2 separate regions of the Zea mays genome follow, and region 2 is linked to region 1. The links are chromatin contacts, called in public Hi-C maps. All regions are on one chromosome and are shown on one strand. Each heading gives the region's core, a stretch centred on a gene start, on an enhancer-like site or on the middle of the called end of the contact. The rest is flanking DNA. Distances are from core to core; before and after follow the strand shown.

Region 1 (6,910 bases), core at 1,988-4,487:
ACGCTCGGTGCGTTGAAAATTGAAAGACCCCACTTGTCATTGAATGTTGCTATTCTAGCAAAGGGAAGGTGTTTTTTCGGACCTTCGGCGTAAAAGCCTTCGTCCATATCGCAATCTAAATTTATTATTTCAAACAAATTAATATTGCGAGGGGCTACTGTTGGGGATCTTCGTAGTCCGAAGGTCCTCAAAAACAAGGATTTAACAGTATTTCTGTAGTGCAATGTGTGAACAGGTACCCTCGGACTAAAGTCGGCATTGCAGTAGACTGGAATAATACGAAGCTTGCTACAGAGCCGAAGGTGTTGAGCAGGAAAGCTTCGGCGTAACAGCAAAGAGTGGAACCGACTTAAAGATGAAAAGGCTATTCAGACCTCGATAGACTACTATAGAGTTATTATCAAATGTAAAGGACATGAATGTAATTTTATAAGGGCTGTGTCCCGTGTCTATAAATGGGTGAACAGTATCCCCGTACTATTTACGCTGACTTGACATTTGCTTTCTGCGTCACGCTTGTACTATCATTTCCTTCCGATTGAAGGTACACTTATAATTCAATGATATTTTTGTTTATGTTCAGTAATAATAAATGATTGTTCATCTTTTCTTTTACATTCTTTATATTTTATCCTTCGTCATTGTTTGATGAATTTGTGAAGGTATGTCTTTCATAACCTTCGTCCACAAGTTATTATATCCTAAGGGAAATAATGCTTCGGAGGACGAAGGACGTTAACCATTAACATTTTCTATGTTGCCTTGTTCTTAACTCTTAGCACTTGAGAACAAGTCCCCAACAGTGGGCTTGTCGCCGGTCTCCATCTCCTTCTTGGCGAGTTCTCCCGACATCACTTCGAGCGGTTAGGCTCTAATGAAGTACCGGGCTCTGATACCAATTGAAAGTCGCCTAGAGGGTGGTGAATAGGGCGAAACTGAAATTCTCAAAAATAATCACAACTACAAGCTGGATTAGCGTTAGAAATATAATCGAGTCCGCGAGAGAGGGTGCAAAACAAATCGCAAGCGAATAAGGAGTGAGACACGTGGATTTGTTTTACCGAGGTTCGGTTCTCGCAAACCTACTCCCCGTTGAGGTGGTCACAAAGACCGGGTCTCTTTCAACCCTTTCCCTCTCTCAAACGGTCCCTCGGACCGAGTGAGCTTTCTCTTCTCAAATGATTGGAACACAAAGTTCCCACAAGGACCACCACAAGATTGGTGTCTCTTGCCTCAATTACAAGTGAGTTTGATCGCAATGAAGAATCAAAGAAAGAAGAAAGCAATCGATCCAAGCGCAAGAGCTCAAAAGAACACGACAAATCACTCTCACTAGTCACTAATGCTTTTGTGGATGTGGGAGAGAATTTGATCACTTGGGTGTGTCTTGTATTGAATGCCTAGCTCTTGTAAGTGGTTGGAAGTGTGAAAACTTGGATGACTTGAATGTGGGGTGGTTGGGGGTATTTATAGCCCCAACCACCAAACTAGCCGTTTGGTGGGGCTGTCTGTCGCATGGTGCACCGGACAGTCCGGTGCACACCGGACATGTCCGGTGCGCCAGCCACGTCACCAAAGCCGTTGGATTTCGACCGTTGGAGCTCTGTCTTCTGGGCCCGCCTGGATGTCCGGTGGCGCACCAGACATGCACTGTAGAGTGTCTGGTGCGCCAGTATGGGCGTGCCTGACTTCTGCGCGCGCTGGCGCGCATTCAATGCGCTGCAGGTAGCCGTTGGCGCCGAAGTATCCGTTGCTTTGATGTCACACCGGACAGTCCGGTGTACACCGGACATGTCCGGTGAATTATAGCGGACTAGCCGTTGCGAATTCCCGAAGCTGGCGAGTTCCAGAGCCGCTCTTCCTTGGAGCACCGGACACTGTCCGGTGTACACCAGACAATCCGGTGAATTATAGTGGAGCGCCTCTGGATTTTCCCGAAGGTGAGGAGTTCAGCGTGAAGTCCCCTGGTGCACCGGACACTGTCCGGTGGCACACCGGACAGTCCGGTGCGCCAGACCAGGGCACACTTCGGTTATCCCTTTGCTCCTTTGTTGAATCCAACTCTTGGTCTTTTTATTGGCTAAGTTGTGAACCTTTGGCACCTGTATAACTTATACACTAGAGCAAACTAGTTAGTCCATTTATTTGTGTTGGGCAATTCAACCACCAAAATCAATTAGGAACTAGGTGTAAGCCTAATTCCCTTTCAACTACATCTCTCCCAAGCCTACCCTACTAACCTTGCACAATGCGTAGTAGTAGATAAGTAACACCGAGATTCTTGAATTATATTTTTGGATGGAAGGAGTAGTATTTAAAGAAGAACTTTGCACAACCGCGACCTCTCACGCAAATGCGAGCAGTAGCTACCGCTACACCACATGTGGTGGTTGTTCGCGGAGTAGGGTGCTCGTGGTAGAGGTGTTGATTGCTGGCGGTTGTGGGCGCATTGGTGGCGTGATTGTTTGATAGATGATTGATGAATAGCGTTGAGAGATGATCCATTAAAGAATGTTCGTCGGATGTGTCTGAGTAAGAGAGAGTAGACAAATAAAATTATCTGGAGCATTGATTTTTCATAGTGTAATTAATCTAGGGTTAAATCGTTTGGTGGCTTTAGTCGATACATGAGTGTGTGGGATGGTTTATGGGGTGTACGTAGTTTAGTTGTTTTTATAGTGTAATTTATCCGGGGTTAAATTGTTTGGTGGCTTTATTAGATACATGAGGGCGTGAGATGATTTATGGGATGTACGTAGTTTAGTTAGTTTAGTTTAAATCGGTGGGTTAAGGGTAGAATATTTAGAGGGTGTTTGGTTTGAGGAATCACTTCATCTAAAATGTGGTGGTGCATCATGGGTCCATTCCTCAAATTTGGTGGGATGATCTCATTCCTCATATTAGTACTAACTAAATAACTATAAGGAATAAGGTGATGATGGATCAACTCAATCTATTCCACAAACCAAACAAAAAAGTGAGGAGTGAGAAGACGATGAACTAGATCATTCCTCAAACCAAACAGCTTATTATAGAGTGAGTTGAGGTATATTTAAAGTAGCGGGCTAGCGGCAGATGTCTCCGCCGAGGCCCTTTACACCCACGTACGGCCCGGCCACCAGTCACCAGCCCAAAACAGAGCTCTCAAATCGAAACCCAGGATACCCTTTGCACCCACGTACGGCCCATCCACCAGCCCAAAACCTCTCAAATTGAAACCCAGGAGGTTGGGAGACCCGAGACTCGGGAAGAATCCATTGCGTGTTCCAAATCCGCTGGCGTAGCGTAGAACACAGCATCTCCGGTAGCGTCACCGTAGGCCTCGCAAGTAAACTGACCTGCCTTCTCCGCTTTCCCCTCCGTCTCCGTCGGGAGTCGAGACAAAGGGAGCCAGAGTTAGTCCCGGCGCCGTGTCGCGAGCGGAAGGAGAAGGACTGAAGGAGGCGACGATGCAGGTGAAGCAGAAGGTCTACGAGTTCTACAAAGGCACGGTGGAGCGGGTCACGGCCCCGCGCACCGTCTCCGCGTTCCTCGAGAAGGGCGTCCTCTCCGTCCCCGAGTTCATTCTCGCCGGCGACAACCTCGTCGCCAAGTGCCCCACCTGGTCCTGGTGCGTTCTCCTTTCCTCTCCCCTCGCTCTGCCTCCCTCTAACCGATTTAAGTGGTTGCTGATTGGTTGGTTGACTGATTGATCTGGTTTGTTTCGTGTGTTCACAGGGAAGCGGGCGATCCAAGCAAGAGGAAGCCGTATCTCCCCGCCAATAAGCAGTTCCTCGTCACCCGTAATGGTATGCTGCTACTGAACTGAGTTCCTATCTATTTTCCTGTATCCGCAAGTTGAGTATTGTGAATGCTGCATTATTGTTATTGGCGAGCAGAATTGGACAAATTTTAGGTTTATTTTCCCATACCTGATGTAGTGTATGAGATCAAACATTTTAGTTTAGAAAAAGAATCATGTTGTAGTTGAAACATAAACACGGGGAAACAGAGAAAATTCGAGGGAATTCATTCATGCCTTTGGACTACTGAATTTACTATTTTGCTGTTTAAAGCTTGTAGTTTTCGAATTATCTCAAATCATTGAAATTTTTTGATTTTTTTATTACTCCCAGTGCCCTGTTTAAGACGTGCCATCTCGGTTGAGGAAGAGTATGATGCAGCAGGAGCAGAGGTGGTTCTCGATGAGGATGGCGAAGGCTGGCTTGCAACACATGGAGTGCAAGGTCAATATCCTTATAAGTGCTGTTTGGTTTTCCACTCTGAATTATATGATCTTAACTGTTTTTTTTGGGGTCCGTTGCTCATGTTAGCATCAAAGACAGAAGAGGAGGAAGACATTCCCTCTATGGACACCTTGGACATAGGGAGATCTGATGGAATAAAGTCTATCCCCTCTTACTTTAGCGGTGGCAAGGATGAAGAGGAGGAAGATATACCTGACATGGATACTTATGAAGACACAGGGGATAATTTGGTAGGGAAGATCAAAATTCTCTATCTTAAACTGGGCTAAACGAAGCTGCCAAAGTTACTGATTCCAGCTTTGCCTTTCTGTTCTAATTGCAGGCTGCTGCTGAACCATCATACTTTATCGCAGAAGAACCAGAAGATGACAACATTCTTCATACCAGAACATATGATGTTAGCATAACGTAAGCTCTTTTATTGCATACAAGATTGGATCCAACCATACACTAGTTTTCTGATTGGTCGATTGTGGCAGACATCTTGCCTAAAGTTCTGCTCTATACCAGTCAAGTTTTGTGTTTTGAATAACTGTATCTCTTGGCACCTACATTATACAAACTACATACTTATTTAATGATGAGTTGATTGGCAAGCATGATGCCCATCTGCTTTGCAACCAAAATGTTTTAGGTTCTAACTAGTTAATTGCTGCTTCCTTGAAGGGCAGTTGTTGTTTCTCAGGGATAAGATTATCTAATTAATATCTTGTGTGGAAAGCAGTTCTTACTTCTTGTGACCCACACTTGAATTAGGAAACATGTAACTAATGATCCTATTGCAGGTATGACAAGTACTACCAAACTCCACGTGTCTGGCTAACTGGATATGACGAGGTAAATTTTGTATTTAACAAGCACTTCTTGCATATAGTTACTGTGGTCTTATTGGAACCAGACTTGATTGTTTTTCCTTGCCATTGTAGTCAAGAATGCCATTAATGCCTGAACTTGTGTTTGAAGACATCAGCCAAGACCACGCACGAAAAACGGTATTTTTTGTTTCCATTTATTCTTTGATTCTCTAATGTACCAAATGCAATGCACGGATAAGTTGAAGAGTTAAATGCATAAGGGGTACCACTTAGGTCCACAAACTTTGAAAGCATAGGGTCTCAAAACTTGTTAAGTGGTGCATCTTATATCCCTAAACTTGTAAAATAGTGCAATGCGGGTCCATTCATGGACTGTACCGACCACTGCGGTCCACCACTTAACATGTTTAGGGGCCTAGAAATGTGTTCTCAAATTTCGTGGACCTAAGTGGCACCCCTTGACAAATTTGGGGCTGTTCATGCATTTATGTCTAAAGATAAATTCTACCATATATTCAGTCAACATGCTTAGAATTGGTAAAGTTTACTAACTTTACTTACCTTTCGTGTTGAGAGTTAAGCTATATATATTGTTTAGAGGAGGAGATAATTTGGTGTCACAGCTCATGGGGTATACAACTATATATTTTAGGGCTCCTTTGGAATGCAGGAATTTCATAGGAATGGTATAGGAATTTTACAGGAATTAGTTCAAAAACACAGGATTCAGGAATTTTTCCTTTGTTCCAAAGAAGGCTTTATATAATTCAGCTTTTGTCATAGTGGTTAGGCGGTGGCAAAATCTGCCACATTATGGCCATCTTGATTTCAACCCCTACCCCCCCCCCCTTCCTCGCCAAGAAAATGTGAAGGGGCATTGCATGACTTAAAAAAACAAATGGCAGTAGCTCTGCATTTCAAGAAATAGAAGTTTCATGTACAAGAAAGGCAGCCAAACCACATGATGCCTACAAAACATGATACCCGAAAGGCTAACACACCCACGCAATGCCACAAAGCACAAAACTACCATGTGTCATTGTTGTTGAGAATGGTTGAGAGTAGCCAACAGCTCGGACTTCCCATGGCAGATCCTAGACAACTCACCGTATCATTGTCGGGTAGATGGGCTAGAAGCACAAGGCCAGTATAGGTCATCTTTGCTAAGCTCAAGCGTGTCACAATGAGCAACTCTGACTTCCTATCTCAAACCAATGCCATGCCCTCGACGGCTGATAGACCACACACAGAAACCCGAAGCCGTCGTCAATGATGGAGAGTTCGCCCCTTGCCATAGTTGACGAGCCATATCCCCCCCTAACACAACAGCTCGGACTTCATGTTGCAAGACCAACCTCCACATGTCAAGCAGGCTCCGATAAGTGAAGGGCAACCATTGTAGGTGACATCCATCAAAGCCAAGACGAATTACCAACAGCGACGGCTTCAAAAGGGCACGACACCAAAAGTGCCTTTTTTCTTGTCCAAGGAAATGGACAGGGTTTGCACCCGTAGGCTATCTCCGGCAGCTTACCTATCCCTATACCTATATTCAAACTCCACTTTGCGAACAATGCATTCTACAGTGCAAAACAGTGTTTTAGATAACCATATAGGTGAATTGCTGGACACGGTCTTAGGGGACAATACTAGAGGGGAACAAGCATGACGCCCCCAACAGAGAAAGCGGCCCGCAAGTGTCAGTGTCGCCAAGGCTTACACCCTTGCGTGGCACCACCATCGTCATCATTGTCCTGCCCCCCCCCCCCCCCCCCCCATGGAAGCCCATCCACTAGCTGCACAAGGTAGCCACACAACTATGTCGGTCGCCACCCTGTCCAACCGGGC
Region 2 (6,795 bases), core at 2,740-5,239, 220 kb after region 1:
ACACTTAATCACCAAAACATTATAGAAATATCCCAAGGGCACATTTCCCTTTCATGAGGCAAACCCTCAGGGACCATGGCTACAAATTGAGCAAAGTCCCTCTCCTATGTGACAATGAGAGTGCAATCCGCATGACAGATAATCCCGTTGAATACAGTCGCACTAAGCACATAGACATTCGGTATCACTTTTTGAGAGATCACCAACTAAGGGGGGATATCAAGATTGCTTATGTTAGCACCAAAGAACAATTAGCCAATATCTTTACCAAGCCATTAGATGAGAAAACCTTTAGCAAACTTAGGAATGAGCTAAATATTCTTGATTCTCGGAATTTTGATTGAAACATTGCACACATAGCTCATTTATATACCTTTGATCATATCTCTTTCATGATTACGACTAATGTGTTTTCAAGTATATTTCTATACTAAGTCGTAGATTGAAAGGGAAATGAAGTCTTCGGCGAAGACAAAGCTTCCGCTCCACTCTAACGGTATCATTTACCCTTCGCCGTCACTCCACATCACTCTCCAAATTGGTATAATCTTTCACTCATATTTCATTTACCAATGGGGGAGAAATTAAGAAAGGGCTCACAAAGTCTCCGTTTTTGGCGATTAATGCCAAAGGGGGAGAAATATTAAGCCCAAAGCAAAAGGACCGCACCATCACCACCTAAAAGTTTCCAAATTTTCAAAATAAAGTTTTCAATTTGTATCTTGCTATCTATTTCAAATTGGTATGATATTTACAATTGGCATATGTATTCAAAACTAGCATCTCAATATATTTCCAATTGGTATCTATTAAAACCCTCTTGAAAACTAAGAGGAGAATTTCATTCAAGGGGAGTTTTGTTAAGTCAAAGAAAAATCATTTGAAACAGGGGGAGAAATTTCGAATCTTAAAAATGCTTCTTGCAATCTTATTCATATACCTTTGACTATTTGCAAAAAGACTGTGAAATTTTTTTTTCAAAAAGAATTTGCAAAAACAAAACAAGTGGTGCAAATGTGGTCCAAAATGTTAAATAAAAGAAAGCAAACCATGCATATCTAGTGAAACTATAAAATGGTTTAATTCTAAGTAACCTATGCACTTATCTTATGCAAACTAGTTCAATTCTGCACTTATATACTTGCTTTGGTTTGTGTTGGCATCAATCACCAAAAAGGGGGAGATGGAAAGGGAAATAGGGTTTAACCTTTTCCTATAAATATTTTTGGTGGTTGAATGCCCAACACAAATATTGGACTAACTAGTTTTCTCTAGAGTATATGTTATACAGGTGCATAAAGGTTCAACACAAACCAATAAAAGATCAAATAAAGGGTTCAAATTCAAGGAGCAAAAGAAACTGAAGTGTCCCCTGGTCTGGCGCACTGGACTGTCCGGTGCCACAAGAAGACAAAGCTCAAACGATCTACTGCGCCCGAACCCTAACGGTTGGGTGACGTGGCTGGCGCACCAGACTGTCCGGTGCGCCCATCGACAGCAGCCACCCCAACGGTTGTTTTGGTGGTTAATGGCTATAAATACCCCCAACCACCTCCACTCCAACCATCTAAGCATTCATCACTCTCCATTCAATACAAGAGCAAAGTGCAACACTCTAATACACAAATCAAAGCCACCGATCCAAGCAAAGCCCCCAATTCAATTCTAGCGCATTAGGACTTGTGAGAAGATCGTTCTTGTGTTTCTTTGTTGCTCTTGTTGCTTGGTTGGCTTTCTTTTCTTTCTCACTTCTTACTCTCAAGTGCTTTGTAAGCGAAGCAAGAGACACCAATTGTGTGGTGGTCCTTGCGGGGTCTAAGTGACCCGTGAGATTAAGGAAGAAGCCTCACTCGGTTTAAGTGACCGTTTGAGAGAGGGAAAGGGTTGAAAGAGACCTGGTCTTTGTGACCACCTCAACGGGGACTAGGTTCTTTAGAACCGAATCTCGGTAAAATAAATCACCGTGTTCATCCGCCTTACTTGTTGGTTGATTTGTTTTCCCCTCTCTCGGACTCGAATACATTTCTAACGCTAACCCCGGCTTGTAGTGTGTGCTTAAGTTTGTAAATTTCAGATTCGCCCTATTCACCCCCTCTAGGTGACTTTCACCCTCGCCATACCCCGCCGTACCCTTCCGTCAGTTCGCCCATGCTGGTCCCGTAGACCCACACGCAGCAGCTGTAGGAGAAGACGTGGTGTGGTGCGTTCCCCTCTTCTTCGAAATCGTCGCTGCACGGATCCACATCGTCTCCACACCTCTGCACTCTCGAGGCATGGGCGCCGGAGCTGTTCTCCGGTCCGCGACAACAGGGATAGTACCTCTTTTACTTATTTATTATTACATGCCTCCCTCTATGCTCTCCCTCCTCTCTTCACATTTCAGGTCCCTACATCTACCGCTGTCCTCGAGGACTCTTTGGGTTTGTTATTTTTTGGAGTCGCCGGCTGCCGTGAGAGTCCCTCGCTTTACTGTTGAATCCTAGAACTTGCCAAGGCATCTGTTGGTGCGCGTGTTAGCTATTATTTTAGCCAATCATTTGCTTTACAAGAAAGGACCAGATGAATTTGCGTTACGTTCCTTCTTTGTTTAAACCTAGGTAATGTTTTCTATTATACACTAACCTCTGTTTTCTTTGTTTCTTGTTCTTTTTCTCAGGGATACGGCCTCCTAACCAGAGGACTCAAGGTTGCCTTGTCATTTTTTAAACTTATGGTTTCTCGTGCGAACATTTAGCAAAGGCTTTATAACTATTCATGGGATTGAACTGCAAGCCAAAAACGACTGCTGCAGTCATTTAGATGTAGACTTGGATAAGAATATGGATCACCCAATCTTGATTTAAATCAAAACTGCTGCAAAGAGTTCCTTATGGAACATATTCTAGAATCAAAAGCCATGCTCCTTAGATGCCTGCATGAATGATGTGCCTGTGCACTACATTTTGAAACTGGACGAAGCTTTGAACTGTGAGGTCTCCACAAATTGAACGCAAGCCCTGGATTAGGTCTCCACAAATTGAACGCGGAAGGGCCAAGAAACTGTGAAGTATTAATGGTTGTTCTTTGGGTATTATTTATTGCTAGGTATTATATATATAATACAAAGGAGCATCAGAACCATTGCTCACTAAACTGACTAAGGTTGTTGGTTTGGAATCAGGACCCTGTTTGTTTAGCCTCGAGTTTATATACCTATGTTTAATATCCTGCTTTGATATAACATTAGCTTGAAAGACATGACACAAAATATTTGTGGACCTTTATGCTCACATTCTTCTATTTTTTTGCAGCCTTGACAAACCTGCTTTCTGAGAGATGATGACTTTCCTTTTGTGGATGTACATCTTAGTCGCCTCTGCAGATGGACATCTTTATCGCTTTTGTGGGTAGATTGTTTCGCTGGCTTTTTGTGGATTGAATGACTCTCCACTTGTAGTAGTGTAATGTTTATGTACCTAGCTGTCTAGATTGTATCGGCCAAGAGACCGCTACCAGTACCTTGTATATACATCTCGTTTAGTTGCCTGCCCCCCGCTGTGTCAGGTAGACATAGACTTGGATTATGTAGTCTTCTTCTGGACCAGTTTCCAGCTAGAACAAGCCTCAGCGTCATGCTATGATCCGTGTTTTAGTGTGGTGCTGCAACTATAATGTGGATTATTTTCAGGCTATCTATGTTCTGTTAAGTACCTTCTTTCTTGCTTGTCAAATTAAAAAAATTATTATAAATTTAGTCATTATTCACTTAATATTTTTTCAGTGCCGGATAGAGCGCCCGCAAGGGCGCCGTCTGATCCAGTGAGTTTTTTTCACGTGCAAGCCGCCGCTTCGTGTCCTCGCCTCCTCGGCTTCGGCGGACCAACCCAGACCTAAAACTGAAAGCCACTCCAGTCCCAGGCTCTCAAGGCCTGTTTGATTGACGGCTGAAAAATGCTGCCTGAGCCAGGCAGCCCAGGCCCTCCAAACATGCCATCGAAGAAGCCCCAATCACCCGATCCAGTCCCAATCACCCGATCCAGCTGTGCGCAAGTTACTGGTGTGCCCGGTGCGCGGGCCGCGTACATCCTGCACAGCCGAACCACAAAGCCCCCCACCCGACCATGGACCACCAGTCCACCGCAAGGCACACTCCTGTCTCCACCCTGCTCCGCTCTTTGCTCCCGCTCCCGCTCCCGCTCGCCTACGCTACTTGCCGTTCATCGCCGGCCACAGCCTCTGCCCCCGCCGCTTAGAGTTCGCCTCCGTCGCTGCTGCAGGAGCTAGGGTTTCCGGCGCCGGGCGCCGGGGTATGAGCATCCGCCGCCGCCGCCCTGCAGGATCTAAGGTTTCGACGACTCCGCTCACTGATGGAGGGTGGTAGAAGGGCGAGCGAGTCCCTCTCGGTACTTTCCCATTCCTCCTTATATTTTTCTTCTTCACGCGACGTGCCTCGTTTTTGTGCCGCAGGGTACGAGGCAAGTAGTGGCTCGCCCGGGTCGCGCGCGCAGCTTGGTGGGTTAGGGTTTGGGATGGGTGGCACTTGATATTGTTTTCGGGTAGTTTTGAAGGCGTAGTTACGAATTCCTGCTTGACTCTGGGAATTGGGATTTGGAGCCTTTTGTTTTCAGTAGCCTCATGTGTTTTTTTTGCGGTCAGACTGGTTTGGGGCTTGGTTCAAGTTCAATCCGACCGCTGTAAATTACAGCTTTACTTGCTTAGAGTAATGTTTTGCTGGGAGTTTAGTGCTAGCGAGCTCATGGTCCTGAGGTCAAAGTGCACCACACGTGTTCTATTCATGGGACAGGAGGGAGTACGGTCTTAGTTGACTGAGAATGTTCTGCTAGCAAATGTAGAATTTGTACTTCCCTTTTGGCTATTTTAAAACAGCCACACCAGTCTTTATGGTTCAGTCAGTACTGCAATTTTGGTGCGGGTTATTTGTTATACAACAAGCATCATTACTTTGTACTAGGTGGCAGTCTTGTAGAGTCGTCTGAGATGCTGCCTACTGCCTTAAATTTCTCACGTACACTGATACACACTCACACATGATGTTGTTTGTTGCAATGATGTTCACACATCCGTGGCCGTCTGAGTACTTTTGCTCCCATATATGAATTATGTTATATATAAATATGATGCTCCAATATATTTAGCTTGCTTGCTGCAAAGTTGCTGATTTATGTTTGACTTGTTGGAACTTTGACTTTATATGTTTTGAACTCTCTATTTTGCAGGCATACACCCATGGACCATGACGATACTGATTTTCAGAGCCAAAATTTTCAACTAGCTGGTGTAGGAAGTAGCAAATTCCCATCAGGTTTGCGACCATTTGCACTGCCAAAACTTGATATCGAGGACCAACTACAAGGCCATCTTCGATTTGATAATTTGATAGATTCAGAAGCATTTTTCAGCGTACAAGGGCACGAGAATAGCTGGATTGAGGTTCTGTCCACTGGAAGCAGTGTTGTTGATTTTAGCTCTAGCGCAGCTGAATCTTGCTCGATATCTAAAACTAATAATGTCTGGTCAGAGGCAACGTCCACAGAATCTGTCGAAATGCTATTGAAATCAGTGGGAGGAAATGAGACAACTGGTAACATGGACAGTAATGCTCACCTTCAGTTAATTGGTATGGACAGTCAAACTGATCAATCGAGTGTTCATCCTAAATCTAGTACCTCCCCGACAGATAGTACTGTAGTGCCAACTGAGAAAGATCAGTCTTGGAGCACTCATTCTAGAATGACTGCTGACCTTTCAAACACTGAGTCTCAGCTTGAACATTTTGTGCCTTTCTTACTGGACAAGAAAGCTGCGCAGGCAGCAGATTCTGTTGCTGAGAAGTGCCTTACAGGTGAGAAGTTGTCCTCTTCAAACAACACACCAGGAAGCTGCCCAACTGTTGGCAACTATTTTGGGGCAGGCCATGATGATAATTCTTTGGACAAATTTAATGTACCCTCAGCTGAAGTAGATTCAAAGAAATTGAATAATGAATCTTTCCCAGAGTTGGCTCCCCTGCAGAACATATATACTGATTCATATCACTTCAAGAAAGATATTAAAGAATCTGAGGCTGTTGTTACTCCTCAAGATTCGAAGTTTTGCCATATCAATGAAAATAAAGTTGAAGGTGGACTACAAGAACTGCAAAATTTGTCATGTGCTGGTCAGTCCTTGGGCGCTGTAAACTTGTCCAGTCCACCAAGCAATGAAACTCTATTGTCAAAAAGTTCTGATGGATTACTAGAAGCCATCACAAATCCAGTTAAGATGCTGCACAGGAGCGATGATACTTGCCATAAAGTGAACATCACTCTTCAACCATCTTTTTTAGCAGTGCAACATGGAACTGAAGGCCTGAAAAGTTCAGTTCACAGGAGCAATGAGCTTGTTGTTAAGGAGTTTAGTATTGGTTCAAATTCTCTTATCTCTCACCAATCTGAGGCAGACCCAAGAAATTCTAATCCACATCCTGTCAGTTCTGTGTCTCCCAAAAGTAAAATTACCGATGCCACTTGTGTTCCTGAAGAAACAAACAACACTGAAACGAATAGTACAAACACCTGCTATACATATGATGAATCAAAACATGTAGTGCTGGAGTACAATCAAGGTTCTGTTGACAAGCTAAAAAGTGGTGACATGGGAGAAAAGGCAACTGGGGAGGAAATACCAGCAGTTTCAGGGAGCATTGAGCAAATGATAGAAAATTATCATGAAGAAAATGCTACTGGTACATCCAACAATAAGGTTGGCCTTTCCGACAGTATTGCACCTGAAAACTGTGCAGCTGACACTTTGAAT

What was found. A called contact is a pair of places that touch in the nucleus more often than the background predicts.
Region 2: a contact with region 1 is called in a Hi-C map of ear, with 2.8 times the contacts expected there. The contact joins the promoter of LOC100382533 here to the promoter of LOC100240689 in region 1. A contact is called at or near these places in 6 of 25 Hi-C or Micro-C datasets (bundle sheath, ear, endosperm and 3 more).

The regions. Positions count from the first base shown.
Region 1 is chr9:120,869,099-120,876,008 of Zm-B73-REFERENCE-NAM-5.0, forward strand. LOC100240689 reads left to right here and starts at 3,238. Exons shown (of 10, transcript NM_001144015.2): 1 at 3,238-3,610; 2 at 3,718-3,788; 3 at 4,116-4,226; 4 at 4,314-4,477; 5 at 4,570-4,655; 6 at 5,033-5,084; 7 at 5,174-5,239. The coding sequence starts at 3,450.
Region 2 is chr9:121,085,987-121,092,781 of Zm-B73-REFERENCE-NAM-5.0, forward strand. It overlaps LOC100382533, which reads left to right and starts at 3,990. Exons shown (of 17, transcript XM_020543763.2): 1 at 3,990-4,382; 2 at 5,217-6,795. The coding sequence starts at 5,227.